2 separate regions of the Hordeum vulgare genome follow, and region 2 is linked to region 1. The links are chromatin contacts, called in public Hi-C maps. All regions are on one chromosome and are shown on one strand. Each heading gives the region's core, a stretch centred on a gene start, on an enhancer-like site or on the middle of the called end of the contact. The rest is flanking DNA. Distances are from core to core; before and after follow the strand shown. Region 1 holds the start of LOC123431370 (E3 ubiquitin-protein ligase MARCHF9). Region 2 holds the start of LOC123431400.

Region 1 (2,850 bases), core at 135-2,634:
GTGTTCCTTGGCACGAAATCTATGTCCGTATGCTAGAATCTTACCTACTACGTCCTTTCCGGTTTATAAGGCTTGCGTGTATCCCTAGGTTGACAAATAGACCATCGTAATACAAGTTATATATCACAAAAAATATGTCATGAGAAACTTCAAACCGTCTACTTTCTAATGGTATAATTTTTAGACTATACAACTCATCTTATCTTGGTCAAATTATAAATCTAGGGATACGTGCAAGCCTTATAATCTGGAAAGGAGGTAGTAGGATATTAGCATACCCACTTGGACTGATCCATGTGCTAGAATCTCCACGAAATACATATGAGAATCACATCACAGATGGTCTGTGTCATATGTGGTACCAATTTACATTACCTAGGCCTTCCTTTCGGAGTCAGGTTACGGACATAGATTTCATGCAGGATGAGCAGCCAACCCCCCACATATTCCTTGCACAAAGGCAGGATCAGTGAATCCCTCGCTGATAATTTGCCCACGAAATGGTTAGTATACGAAATCTAACGCAGCAACCACACAAATCGGAAAGATCTTCGGCCACGAACGTTTCCTATTCCCTCCTCGGTTCGCAGTTTGAGCAGGATCAGACGAAACATCCAACGTTTCACATGAGGACATAAACCGACCACCGACAGGTATACCTGCATTGCTCGTCGAAGCTGTCGGATCTCGCCAGCTCGGCCTCCTTCGCTGCCGCCACGGCAACCATGTCGCTGTCGTCCCCGACCTCCAGAGGGGGCAGCGAGGCCGGAGCGACGCCCTTTTGCTGGCGAGCCTCATCCTCCAGCTTCGAGATCACGATGGTGAGTACCGCCCCGGGCGCCTGCGCTGGCACCTCAGCCGTGGCCACGACCAACGGCGCCGGCACTTCAGCCGCGGCCACGACCACTGATCCCGGTGATGGCGCCTGCACCTCAGCCGCGGCGGCGACCACCTCCTGCTGTTGCGGTGGTTGCTGCATGGCTGGCTCGTGAGCGGTGCACGGGCCAGGGCCCGACTCCGATCCGGCGGCTGCGCTCGACATGGGCTGCGCCTGCCTACTCCTATGCGGCTCACCGTCGAACACCTCGCGTGCGAAGGGGCGTTTTCCTTTCGGAAAAGGGAACGGGAGGTGGGGGGGCCGCACCTACTCCTGCGGCTACTGGCTGCGGCGAGGGACGGGCGATGGTGGGGCTACGCCGGCGGGGAGATGGGGATGGGTGGGAAAGCTGCGGCTGTGGGGCGAATCTGGATAAGTACGGGGCCTATGCGCCGAGCGGAAATGTCACTGACGGGTGGGGTGAGGATGTCGCCGCAAGCGGGTGTCAGTGAAATGGCGTCGGAGAGGAGGAGCAGAGGGAATCGCAGCCGGTTCGGATCTGGGGCAAGGAGGTGTACGGACCTATGTACAGTGTGGGGACGGAACTGGGACTGAAAGGAATAGATAGATGCTACGAGGGTGCAAATGTAGTCGCTTTGTTTTGGTTGAGCTTAGAGCAACTCGAACGCGGCGCACTTTGTCGGTTTGGCTCGGCTGACTGCCCGTCGTTCTCCTGCGTCATATCGGTGCATCCGAGTTAAATGCATAAAACCTCATATCACCACTAGCATCAAACTTTTGATGTTTTGTTATCTACTCCCTACAAAGTGATATGAGGTTTTATGTTAGTGGTAATAAGACATGGTGATATCACGTGGAAGTAGTCAGACTACTCCGTGGCCGTCGAATGCAAGACATGGTGAGTGGTGGATAAGACACAGCTGCATGCAGCCCACCATGCCACGTGGAAGTTTTTAAATATACGAAGTATAATACTCACTCCGTCCCAAAAATTTTGTCTTAGATTTGTCTAAAAATAGATGTATCTAAATACTAAAATGTGACTAGATACATTTATATCTAGACAAATCTAAGACAAGAATTTTGGGACGGAGGGAGTATAACACTAATTTCCCTATATTAGAGAACCCGCATTTAATTGAGGTCTTTTTTTTAAATGTCCAGATCGAGTCTGGTATCCATTGGTCGTAAGCAGGGAGCACGCGAGAAAGTGACAAAAACGATCATCCGAGGATCAAGGAAATATGAAAAAGAAGGTGAAAAAAGACATGGCCTCACGCAATGTTCTCACGTATGATCCTTGTCGGGGTACACAAACAGGGGTGTTTGTTTCCCCTGAATGGTGCACGGACGATGAGCCACCGACCCGACGAACTAAGGTTGTCGGGGAATGCTACCACTCCATCAAGGCCTAGCCCACGCTAGTGAAGCTGCTCTACGAGAGGTCAAGGACCGCATCAAGAAGACCAAGACTCTGGCAGACGTGGCCCCCGATGGTCGACGACGCCGGCAAGACCTACACAAGCAGCCCAAGACAGGCCAAGAACCCCTGGCGCCTTCGAGGGGCGAAGGCACACGCATCCTCGACAAGTCCCGGCAAGATGCCTCCCCGACAAGCGTGGGCCAATTTGCCACCGCTCCGCCTCATCGCTACACCAGTCACTTATCGATGAGGAGTCGAGCTCCCAGATGGCTAAGTGGCTCTCGCTAGATACGTGGCGGCACGTCGGAAGACAGATTACGACCAGTTGACACCCGTCCAGAGGCGTGTCAAGACACCAAGCCACGGTCGGCTAATAGGTGGCAGGAGCTTGTCGAGAACACACACCCGCTCGCCACCTAAGGCCTCATTTATGACGCTTTGTCTTAAGTGTCAAGTTAAGTATGATAGCACTGTTAGCTATCTAATCATAAATGTTGCCACTGTAGACATCCCTTGAGTTATAAAAGGAGGCCCAAGGCAACCTAGCAAGGGAGTCGACACTTGGTAGGTTCGGGCCCCCACGGGATTA
Region 2 (2,700 bases), core at 91-2,590, 260 kb after region 1:
TTTGAGTTAGGGCATCTCCAATGGTTGTAAGATAGTTGTTGGTAATTATGACACATAGGATTTTTGATGATGTGTCTTGCAATAAATAAGGAAAGAGAGTAAGGTTGTATGTAAATTAACCAACACTCTTGCACAAGCTTCAATGTAGAATGAGAGAGCACATTATTTATTACCTCACATCTTTTTAAACAAACTAAATACAATTCATTGAAGTAGTTGTATGTTAAGGCGTTGGCTGATGACATGGCGAGATGTCCTTACAGGATGATCTATTAATGAATTCAACTTTATTGAAGAGGCACTTGTTACTAAATGAATGCTTAATAATCCGGCAAAGCCTTATTTTAAGTTTGATCTGATAAGATTTTGGTAAATGCTGTTTGCATCCTTTTCAATTATCAACCTTATTTGTGATTTTGCTAAGCTTGTGTTGATGGTTTAATTTGTTAATTTAGTATCCTATATGGCTCATTAAGCCCCTGTTCGGCAGCCCGCCACGGAGCAGAGCGCGAGGAGCGTCCTGTTAGCAATTCCTCAGAATATAACTAGGTGTCACTCCGCTCTGATGTGGAGTTGCGGAACGGAGAGAGTCCGAACAGTCTCTAAATAAACTTGTCATGATGAAAGGCCCTGCTGACGAGCTGATAATTTTTTCACACTCCTCTCTGCGTTTGCGTGCGTTCTGAATTACTGCCCCTATATGGTTTCTGCTCCTGCGTGATTATCCATCGATCGCCATCTATCTTGGGTCACATCTCAACCTCTTGATGTGGATTTCCCGCGGAAGCTTCTGACCTAATTCATTTCCGCGTCATTGATAATTAGTGGAGCATTTCATTTGTAGCCCTGCAGTGGAATCACGGTATGTAGTGTCGTAACGTCGAATACGTCTGTAATGCAATGTAATGTAATCTAACCTGCAAGCTACGCACGCCTTGCTTTCTGTCGTACCAAATTGACCCGTATTTTGAACTTTTCCCAAGAATCAGCATCACCCTCTGCCCTGCCGGTGCCGGGAGTGTCATTGAATTTTCTATTGCCAGGAACGTTAACAGGATACACGTCAATTTGCAAGCTTTTTGAGAGAGGCGACACATGTTAATCGCCCAAAATTCCCAAAAAACGTTTCACCGGTTTTACAGTAGCCACACATAAGCATTTCAACCATGGCAGAAATCTGAAAAGTCCTCGTGTCCCAAGCATTTCTATCGTGAATAATGCACGGCAACTTGCTAGAACGATGTAGAAACCCTCTCCTTCCCGGGTGGTAGGCCCCCACCCTTGTCCCCTAGCAGGAAGGATAAGCCCACACACAAGCCCTCCTCTGCCTTCTCCCTTGGTGCAAGGAGCTGGCTGGCTCCTTGATGCTGATGTGCCCATGCCCATGTGTGTGTGTGAGTGCCCACCCATATATAGCTTTCTCCCTCTGGCTCCTTGCTCCCCTGCCAATAGTTGATCCGTCCAGCAGCAGCAAGCAACCAGGTTCAGGTTTGATCCTCTAGCCTTTGCGGTTGCGTCCGTCGATTTGTCTGCCATGGAGGGAGGAGGCGCTCCTTCCGTCCAGGACGTGTGGGACTGGGAGGTGCTGCCTGACGAACACAGGAGCTTCTACGCCGAGAGCAGGGCTGCATCCCGTGCCCACGGCAGCGGCGAGGTTCTTGCCGGTAAGCTCGCTCTTGATCACGATTTTTTTTACTTCGGTTTCCACTCATGTTCCAATCCCTGTATTTGTAATTGTAACTGTAATTGATTGCGTGCGTACTCCAGATCACGAAACCGAGGAACCGATCCTGCCTCCCCCGTCACAAGTGGACGCTGGTAATGTTGACGAGTGTAAGGACATCGGCGTCGACGTCGTGCCGGCCGAGCCCAGATCAACTAAAGAGGGTAAAGATGAAGAACCCACGGTGACGGAGCTGCTAGTCTCTGACGGCGACGGGCAGGACAAGTTCCAGGCCTGTGACGACGCCAAGGAGGTGGACGACGATGGCAAGCAGATGGCTGCGGCAGAGGCAGTGGAATCAGCGCTTCCTCCTCACGAGTTCGCCGCGGGAGAGGAGGAAGAGGGCAAGAAGGAGGAGGACGGCGCGCCGCCGGAGTGCGTGGTGTTCAGCGTGGGGAAGCTGCGCGTGAACGCGGTCGGGGCGCTTTGCTCGTTCGGGGTGGCGGCGGCCACCGTCTGCGTGTTCCTCGTCGGCGGCAGGCTGCAGCACCACAAGCAGCACCAGCATCAGCAGCAGCAGAAGATCCAGCTGCAGTTCCTTGGCGATGATAAGGTTTGCTGACTCTGTCGCCACCTAATCCGATCCAGAGCATCAGAATCCTTTTCCTATTAGTAATAACTCAACTTAAATCAATTACAATATCAATCAACTATGCCTTTTTTTCTCCCGAGAAACACCGTACACACTCACATACACGAACTCCCTGTCTCTATGACTATGAGCACCTTCAGTAGATTGAGCCGACAGATATCCGATTGACGAAGTCTGTCACAGACGCATGGTGCACGGCCTAATTGGACCCATTCCAACACCGCAGTCCGCAGTTTTCTTCCCGGATTTGACCGCCATCCGCTTCTTGTGGAACTGAATCTTGAAATATTATTTGTCCAAGAGAAGACTGGCTGAAGTAATACATATGCTGTTGATCTGTGGATGTGCAGAGAATTCAGCAGGTGGTGCAGCAGACATCGAGGCT

Evidence for each region. A called contact is a pair of places that touch in the nucleus more often than the background predicts.
Region 2: a contact with region 1 is called in a Hi-C map of leaf, with 5 times the contacts expected there. The contact joins the promoter of LOC123431400 here to the promoter of LOC123431370 in region 1. A contact is called at or near these places in 3 of 6 Hi-C or Micro-C datasets (leaf and seedling) and 1 of 1 datasets of contacts at active chromatin or transcription factors (embryo).

Annotation. Positions count from the first base shown.
Region 1 is chr1H:287,760,463-287,763,312 of MorexV3_pseudomolecules_assembly, forward strand. It overlaps LOC123431370 (E3 ubiquitin-protein ligase MARCHF9), which reads right to left and starts at 1,385. Exons shown (of 5, transcript XM_045115184.1): 1 at 660-1,385. The coding sequence starts at 1,042.
Region 2 is chr1H:288,022,792-288,025,491 of MorexV3_pseudomolecules_assembly, forward strand. LOC123431400 reads left to right here and starts at 1,341. Exons shown (of 3, transcript XM_045115195.1): 1 at 1,341-1,664; 2 at 1,768-2,276; 3 at 2,666-2,700. The coding sequence starts at 1,535.